Regions from separate parts of the Mus musculus genome. Here regions 1 and 3 are each linked to region 2. A link is a contact called in public HiCAR-type and promoter capture Hi-C data. All regions are on one chromosome and are shown on one strand. Each heading gives the region's core, a stretch centred on a gene start, on an enhancer-like site or on the middle of the called end of the contact. The rest is flanking DNA. Distances are from core to core; before and after follow the strand shown.

Region 1 (2,878 bases), core at 191-2,690, 2.9 Mb before region 2:
GCTTTACGTAAGGGATCTTTACATAAGGCGTCACTGGATGAGGCAACCTGAGATTCAGGTTCTAGAGAGGACTCCTGGAAGCAACCCACCTTGGATATCAAAGGACGACTATAAACTAATGCGACAGTAAAAATAAGGTCTAAAGCAAGAACCTTAGAGTGAGAAATTATCTGAAATCAGTTAAAAAAGGAGAAAAAAAAAAACCCTAGCTTCTGCAGCTGCCGGGGAGACCTCTAGCAAACTGTAGATACTCCTTTTAATAATGAACTTTTAATTAGTTGGCTGTATAGAGTTTTGTAAAGCCCTTGGCTATAAGCTCAAAAGGAAGCGGCATAAATAAGCATCAAATAACCAAAATGTAGACAGAGAGGAAAGTCTGGTACTGTGGATGGCTCTCTCTTTTCCCAATAAGATTCCTCATAATCTAATCCCTTCAGAACTTCTGTGTGAGAAAACAGAATGGTGTTCAGTAACATCCCTTAGTACTATAAAATTCTGATTCTAATCCATGTCAGAATTATTTTAGACGTTGAAAGATAAACCTGGCATTTTATCAGAATCTGTAAAAGGAGAAGTTACATGATATACAGTCAAGATAACACCCTAAACCCTACAGTAAAAGGCACTGTTTATGGGAGTTACAAGATATACCTGCAAGCTCTCAGTGGGCGCTCACGGGAACCGCACTTTGGAATCCCGTGTCCCTTTCCTATGGACCCACGAAAGTCTAGATACTCAGCAAACTTCCTGAAAACAAAGTTTCCACCTCAACTCCGGCGTAGCTAACAGCTGGACAAAGTCAAAGGCAAGCGAGTCGGCGACACAACTCACCTACAAGCTCTCCGATCATGAAAAGCAAGTAGAGGACGGCAGCGATGGTCAGCCTGGTCTTCACCTTCCTCTGCTTCAGCAACTCGCGTCGCTTGCTGCAGTTGTCACAGGGGTCCATTTTCAAACTCAGCTGACTGTTGGTTAAAGGTAAGTCCTGGTCCAATAAGGAGTCATCGTCGGCCTGGAGGGCCGGGTGCGCCCCGTTCACAGGCCTTTCCGGGGCTTCCGAGTCATCGTCGGCCACCACGACTCGAAGTTTATTAAAGCGCGAAAGCCCCTCGTCGCTCACCTCGTCCGAGAAGTCGAAGGCGCTGGTGTCATTTAAGAACAGCGGCGTGTCGTCTTTCCTCAGCAGGGATTTGAGGCGCTTCCACGCGCCGGGGCCGGCCATGGCAGCGGAGGGGCGGCCGGCGACTCCGCCTTCACCGGCGCTCGGGCTCCTCAGGGCAGCGCGGCGCGTCCCTGCCCATCGTGAGGAGAACGAGACCCCGCTCCTGTCGCCGCGCCCCGGCCGCGCGCCAGCTCCGGACTCGGCGGTGCTCGGCTACCTGCGGGCCGACGCCGCCGCGCATCCCCGCCCGGAGCTCGCGCTACTGCGACCCGGGCCAGGGACCGAGGCCGAGCCCCAGCCACTGCACCCGCCCGCCCCGTGCCGCTGGGAGGCCGGCCGCGGGGTCTGACAGGCCCGGCCTCCTCCGGCCCCTGAACGAGGCGGCGCGTGCGCCCGCGAGGCGCGAGGGGAGGGGTCGGCGCGGGCACGCAGGCCGCCGCTTGGGGGCGCGCCGAGGGGGCGTGGTCGCGCGTCGCCCCCTGCCCCCGCCCTCCCGGCCCCGCCTCTCGGGCTCTGAGGTCTTGTGCGCTCTGAGCCCCCGGGTGTGCCGCGGGAAGGTCCCCCCGGAGCTGGGTGTCACTGCTCTGAATTCCCTCCACTGGAGATGGGTCTCGGGAATCTCAGGTCCGATCTTGGTTATGGATGGTCCGTGGAAAATGTCCTTTAGTGCTTTCTTACCAAGTGGGAATCCTGGTAGCTTTTCTTCTACCCAATCGGCAAAAAATTGCCGATTATCTTGGTCAAAAGGCTAGGACAAGACTAGGATGGTCAGTAGTTCTATGGCTTGCTTTAAAGTTTCCTGTTTCTCAGCAAATATGTGTCTTCCTTCTGTGTTCACTGCTACGCTCCTTGGGCACAATTGTGTGAGCTTACTTTCCCTATGTTTCATCACATTCTCAAATGTCCTCAAGAAGCAAGATTAAAGGCAACACTGTTGGTAGAATTCATTTTAAAGTGTAAATCCTTGGCTTCCACCTTTCTTTCCTTTTGAGATCCTTAGGATCTAATCCAGGGGCTCATGCAAGTTAGACACGGGGCTACACCTGCATCTTGCCTGTGGTGTCCTGCAAGCTCCTACTTCCCCAGGGTTTACAAAGACAATATTTTAAAAAGTTTTTATATCTTACCAAAATTTCAGGTCACAAAAATACAATGAAAAAAATCACACGAGGCAATTTTAACGATTCTGTTGACACCTTAGAATCCGGTGCGAAAAGAAAGCCCTGGCTACTTCTGTATTCCAGAGTGATCCCTCAGTCCTAAGTTTTCCCCCAGAGCTGCAGTCATGAAAGCAAATTAGACCCTCCATGGTCCCGAGATCAGGAAGGGAAGGCTATTGCCTAGAATTTCATCAATCAGGACACGATGGTAATAGCCAAAGGGAGACAGCTTACGAGCCATTACATTCCTCGGCTCCAAATATCTTAGGAGTAGATTGTTCTGTTGTTTTTAATGTCCCATTTAACTGCCTACAATGTTTCAGGAGTGTCATCGGAGTCTCTTAAATGCAGCCTCAAGGTAGGAGGGATGTGAATGTTTCAAGAATAGTTGAAATAAAAGGATGGGTTGTTTGGGGACATTTCCAGCGCGCTGTGCTGAGGAGGACTGCCTTTGTGCGTTCTGTTCTTTCACTCGTGTCTCACTGGATTCTCGAGAAAGTGATGAGACGACAAAGCCATATTTTAAGCTCTGTCCATAAATTCTGTGATGACCCCA
Region 2 (2,987 bases), core at 458-2,957:
CGCGCGCGCGCGCGCGCGCACACACACACACACACAGAGGTTAAGTCCATGAAGAATTCAGGAAGTGTACTCTAAGTAGCACCGTGCTACCTTCAACTACTACATTGAAAATGGCCACAACTCTATGTTTTTTTGTGGCTTTAATAAATAAATTGCTGGTGAGATGTGTGCTGACAGATCATCATGAAAACAATCGATAGCAATGTGCATTTGCCATAGTAAAACTGTATCTTGGTGAATATGGCAAAATTATGCCATTAGTAGGAACAGTGGCCTACTCCTATGCTTGACCAGAGAGCTGACCACTTAAAACATAAACCAAGGGATCAACGTGGGCAGTGTGCTCCCTAAAATACAGCTCCCTGGTTAATAGTCTCACTCTAGCCGGGAAACTTTTCCTAACCCCACTACAAGAATACAAGAAGCACAGCTGTCTTCTCTTACACCTCTGACCCAGCTTGTCAATACTTGTCTGACAATACTTGTCAGCACTGTCCCTGGTAGTTTTTGGTCACCCCCTTCCACCCCCTCACATAGAGGGAAAAATATTTACTTGTTTTGTGAGCAAACTTTAGTGTATATTTTCCTTTCCAAAAATATTTATCATCATCATCATCATTATGAGTGAATATATCCATTGGGTCACAGGCCTTAGGATTCCCCTGGAGCCGGAGTCACACGTAGTTGTGACCTATACAATTTGGGTGCAAGAAATGAACTCACAGCCTCTTGCAAGAGCATTGACAATCTCTTAACTGCTGAAACTATTATCTACTCCCACCGGAGTAGATAGGGTCTTTAGGCAGATCTCTTTTTATTTGTTTACATTCCAAATTGTTTGTTTGTTTGTTTGTTTGCATCCCAAAGGATGTAATATGGCTGTAAGCAATTAAGAACTGAAGATCCTCAGCTCTGGCAGCTGTGCAATCGTAACTGCTTCCGTTTCTTTAGTAATGAAACGGTGAAAACATCATAGGTGTGGGAAACCTTACAACTCCCGGATAAGGACTCCGCCCTCCTCTAGATGCCTGCTCCATCCAAAGTGCATTCTGGCCACTTCCAGAGCGCATGGCTTATATCCTTTGCTTGTGGCTTCAAACTTCAGCCTTTATTTACATGCAAACAATCAAGAATTGTGAAGCTACGAAGTGAAATTCAGCTTAAATCACACTGAAAAATGCATGACTACAAGATGGACTAAATGTAATTGCCCTGGGAGTTAGAAAACTGCACGCACTAGCTTACACACTAACTTCTCTTACAGGGTGGAAACAGCCAGAACGCAACAGTCTATTTTAGACACTTTCCAAATCCTGTTCCTACTACAAAGAGTACGGAGGGAGGGGGCAATGACAATCTCTTGAGCTCGGTAGTACCGATAGCAGCATGGAAAACCAAGGTGAGCAGAAGACAGTAACCCCAAAATACAGGAAGCCCCCTCGACTGGGTGTACTCACGCAGCGCCCTTACCAAAGAACTGGGCCCGGGGTCCAAGAACCACGGGCGCGCACAGGTCTGCCGATGGGACGCCCAGGCTGAAGATCGAGAAGGGAGCCAGCAAGCACAGCCCCGGTGTAGGAGACTCGAACGCGGGTCCCGATCCCGCAGCCGCCAGCCTGGCCGGGAGACCGCAGTCACCTCCCGCAACCCGCAACCCGCTGCCCTGACTTCCAGCCGCGAGCACCTTCCCGGTTACACCCTAGCCCGCGAACCCCGCCACTCGACGAGCAGCCGCCTCCTCCAATCGCCGCCGCTGCTCGATGGGCCTGACGGCTGGGCGGAGCTATGGGGCGGAAAACCCGCCTCCCACAAGGTCGGTTGAGAAGTCGCCCGCAGTTGCAAGAGCGCGGCTGTTCGAAGAGGGCGCCAGTGGCGGCGGGAAGCTTCCCGGAGCCTCCATTGGGGAAATAGTGAGCCAATCACAAAAGCCTCCTAGAGGACTACGGTTGCTTAGATACGGCGGACTGTTTGCCCTCCCAGAGGTTAGCTAGGACATTCCTTTTTTTCCCCTTACACGTCTAAGTTTCATCCAATGGCCCTTTTTGCTCTCTGAAGTGCCACTGCCAGCCCTGGTCGTTGTTAAATTTGGCATCATCTTCAGACTTGGCTGGTTAAGATTTGTGTTTCTTTACTGATAAAACTGGAGGAGCTCCCAGGTGCCTCCTCCCTAAAACTCGAATTTCCGCGAATGTTCTTAGATGTTAGCCTGTCGTTAAATCCCATTATATCATCGAACTTGGAGATCGCAAACACAATGGATAAATATCACTTTGGCTGTTCAATTTTAATGTGTGTCTCTTGATTGGCTTGTTGAGGGTGGCTGGACCTGGCATGTTCGAGACCTGAGTTCTGGAACAGTTGCTGTCTCTGGCTTCTTTGGTAAGAAGGGCTCTAGTGCATGCCAAGAACTTGGTGACTTGGATGCCCACATCTTTTTAAATCTTTCCCCTGTGTACCGTGTGGAGTAAGATACTTGTCCAAGGCTCTTCCAAATCTGGCTGTTTGCTAAGTCTGCCACCTGCATCCTATCCTTGTACGGCTGACATTGACCCTCAGCTAGGGGTCTGATACAGAATAAGAGCTTGAGTGAGAGAAACAGAACCAAGTCACAAGGCTGCACTACCAATAGTTCTGGGATGGCTCCTGTTTCCCCTCCTCCCACCCCATCTCCTGGGCTGCTTTTCGAGTCAATTGCCCCACCTCTCACCCACTCAGCCCTCGAAACACATGACGTCACTCAGTGGAACTGGATCTCCCTACCACTGTACACAGGGTGCATACCGACCCCAAGAGAAGATGGATTTCTCTTCTACTACGATCTGTTACCGTGTGTCTGCTTCACTGGTAGAACAATATGAACGTCTTGGGGGTATTCACTTGAGCATTTGTCTTCATGTTTCATGGCCCATGCTAGGCACTCAAAACAACTGTGTTAACTCATTAGTGAATAAATGAAGGAATGGGCAAATGAAGATGTTGGTCAAGAA
Region 3 (3,146 bases), core at 128-2,627, 3.0 Mb before region 2:
CCCCAGATTATGTGGAAAGCACAAACTGGCCTCAGTGGGTTATTTTAAACAAGCGAACTAAAAACTATTTAGTTGAGAGGGTAGAGTGGTAGGTGTGGATCAGGGAGGAGTTGCAGGAAGAGTGGAGGTGAGTATGATCAAAACCCTTGAATGAAATCCTTACAGAATTATAAAATAATCTTTTAAGAGCTGTTCTCTTTTTGCCCAGTGTGGTTGTACACATCTATGGTCCCAACACCAGATCAGCAGAATAGGATGATCTTAAGTTTGAAGCCAGCCTGGGCTGTGTTGTAGTAAAACACTGACTCCCCCTCCCCTCCCCCAGCAGAAACGTTTTCTAACTGCGGAGGGGGGTTTGTACAGGAAATGTAACCCAGGTCACAGGATCATCCAACCTTTTGGCATTGTGACATCATTATCTGTAAATGCATCCTGTGACCCATAGGCCCAGGGGCCATAGGCTGAACGTTCTAGCACATGCTAGGCTAGGGGTTTCCCACTAAGATATAACTTCAGCCCTTCAATGTCTTTTTAAATAACTTAACCCAGGCTTGTTTTCACTTAAAGAGAAGGGTGCACTGAGAATTCTAGTGTTAGGAGCCAGACTTATGTTCTGATTTCATCCCTACCACTCACCAGCTGCATGTCTTGAACATTTCTGCATCTAGCAAGGTATTCTCGCCCCCACCCCCACCCCCATTCAAGGAATCCATCTCAGTGTCTGGCATACAGCCACCGGCCTAGTGGAATTACTTCCAGAAACTGTGAGCCAAAAGTGATGAGTTAGGGGGGACCCAAAGCTGATGCTAATACTCGGAATATGCAGCAGAAATAGGCACCTGGAATCTTCTGCAGTTGAATTTTGGTTTGTTTCCAGAAGAAGGAGGAGGAGGAGGAGAAGAAATCAATCAATCAATCAATCCGGACCCTGTTGGAGTTAATCTGAATTTTACCATTTACTTTTAAATAGTCTCTATATATGCAGCGTGTCATGATTTGGAACTTTTATGTGGTTGATTTTGTTCAAATTTACCCCACTCTGCATCTGGCAGTCTCTGTTGGTACTGGGGTGAAGGTGGCAGCCAGCGCTGGAGCCTCTGCCCTCCCTTAGCCCTCTCTCCACCCCTCCTTTTTAAAGGAGTTGCGTGTCTTTCACTCAGGTCTTGGCTGCTATCACACCTGAACCTGAACCTCCCAGACGTTTGGAGGTGCAGGACCAGGACAGAAAGCGATGGTCGACCGCAGGTAAGGACCGCGGTCAGCGGCCGTGCTGCACTATCGTCCTGCAGGGGGCGCACGTGAGTTGACTCAGTGCGACGCGGTCGGATCGGTCCCCGCGTGACCAGGACGCGCGGCCCTCCCCGAGCGGTTGGCTGCATATAAGGGCCGCTCGCTTCTGGGCGTTAACATCTCCTGGCCGCAGCCGCCCTAGGTGCGTCTCCTTTCTGAAAAGTTCTGTGGAGCGGGCGGTCGCCCGGCTTTCTGCGACTGTTGGACGGCTGGGTGCCTGGGTCCGGGGGAAGATGTTTTTGACCAGTATGTTGGATTTTTCCTTCTTCTAGATTTGGAATTCTACACTAAAGTCATCATGGGCGTTTTCCAGATATTGATGAAGAATAAGGAAGTAAGTTTCTAATCTTAACTTCTGAGAGTTTTCCTTTTTAAAAAGAGGGGAAAGATGAAGATTTTGAATTTGTTGTTTTTTGGAGTTTCTTACTGAGTTTATCCCCCACCTGTTCTCTCTCAGCTCATTCCTTTGGCGTTTTTTATAAGCGTGGCCGCCACCGGAGCCACATCTTTCGCTTTGTATGCGTTGAAAAAAACCGACGTGGTGTAAGTACTAACGCTTTCTAGGTAGGACTGTCTGGGGGAGCTTTTCTCTGACCCGGAGATTCTGAAACACGCTGTCAGTGTCTGGGTTTTTTCCTACAAATAAGAGCATCTAAACATGGACTGAAAAACAGTTCTGGTAACAGAAAGAAATGTAACCAATTCTGATACATTTGTTTCTTATTGTCTGACCCTGCAATGAATTAGATTTGATTTCTTTTTAAATTTAAGCTTTGAAATTGAAGTACTTAAAATTAGGGGTACATACCATCACACATCATTTAAGTTTCAAGATTTCAACTTTTCTTCCCTGGTGTGGTAGAACTGAAACATACAGCTATCTGCAACAAACTCTAGTGTCAACTTTGGAAAAAGGACAGTAAAAAGCCTTATCTCCTGGGATGCAGGAAAAGATACCTCTGAAACTGACTATGGCTGGTCCAGGGTCAGAGAGGGCAGTGACTCTAACGCAGGTCGAGGGTGGTCCCTGGAGCCAATGCCTACACAGTTCGAGCCTACTCTCTGCCCCATCCCTCCTAGAACCCCCAGGAGGCTCTGCCTCTTCCTCCTCAGCCTGCCCCTTATGTATCTATCGCTGCCTGTTTGTGGGAGCAGTTTCCAATCTTATCAAATAAAGCAAATAGACCTCTTACCCTGCCCTGCAGAGGAGGAGATCCTTAACACTTGAAACAAACCCTGAATTTTCAGTGGCCGCTTATTTAACTTCAGCTGTCACTGAAGTTTAGCTGGTGACTGCAGTGTAGTTTCGGTGTGAAGACAGAGTCTGTCTCCAGAAAGTTTATAGATCCAGTAGCTCTTCCGGGTTTGTGTAAACAAATTTACCTAATCATTTAATTAATCTTCTTTTTCTTTTAGTATTGATCGGAAAAGAAACCCAGAGCCTTGGGAAATGGTGGATCCTACTCAACCCCAAAAGGTATTGCTGACCTACAGTACATGATTGTGTCCAGCCCAAACCATTTTTTTTTAAAGAGCAAAGCAGACTGCATGTAGTCCTTGCACTTACAAAGTGACATTCAGAGTCCTTTGAACAGTGGTCTAGAGACCTGGTTCAAGTCCTTGCTCTGTTCGGCACAGACGACTATGGACAGTTTGGCTTCTCTGAACCTGTGAAATGTGTACGATAATAAAACTTGCCCTTAGAGCTAAAAGCATTAAAATACAGAGCCTGTTAGCATAGTGCCCAGCCCCTATATTAAGCACCCAGATATAAACCTTTATATTATTAAAATTGTATTATGTTGTTTCCTTATTACTTATCTAAATTAATATAAGATGTGATGAACAATAGGAGT

What was found. Promoter capture Hi-C pulls out the DNA fragments that hold promoters and counts their contacts. HiCAR-type assays count read pairs that join an accessible place to other places.
Region 1: a HiCAR-type map of astrocytes shows a contact between it and region 2, with 9 times the contacts expected there. The contact joins the promoter of 4930417H01Rik here to the promoter of Cep152 in region 2. A contact is called at or near these places in 2 of 39 promoter capture datasets (liver and pre-B cells) and 1 of 115 datasets of contacts at active chromatin or transcription factors (astrocytes).
Region 3: a promoter capture Hi-C map of liver shows a contact between it and region 2, with 4 times the contacts expected there. The contact joins the promoter of AA467197 here to the promoter of Cep152 in region 2. A contact is called at or near these places in 5 of 39 promoter capture datasets (cranial neural crest, hippocampal neurons, liver and 1 more).

The regions. Positions count from the first base shown.
Region 1 is chr2:122,701,199-122,704,076 of GRCm38.p6, forward strand. 4930417H01Rik (a long non-coding RNA gene) reads left to right here and starts at 1,441. Exons shown (of 5, transcript XR_866691.3): 1 at 1,441-1,786. Slc30a4 (solute carrier family 30 (zinc transporter), member 4) reads right to left here and starts at 1,465. Exons shown (of 7, transcript NM_011774.3): 1 at 832-1,465. The coding sequence starts at 1,222.
Region 2 is chr2:125,623,406-125,626,392 of GRCm38.p6, forward strand. It overlaps Cep152 (centrosomal protein 152), which reads right to left and starts at 1,708. Exons shown (of 28, transcript NM_001081091.1): 1 at 1,471-1,708.
Region 3 is chr2:122,636,510-122,639,655 of GRCm38.p6, forward strand. AA467197 (expressed sequence AA467197) reads left to right here and starts at 1,378. Exons shown (of 5, transcript NM_001004174.2): 1 at 1,378-1,432; 2 at 1,563-1,624; 3 at 1,748-1,833; 4 at 2,707-2,767. The coding sequence starts at 1,589.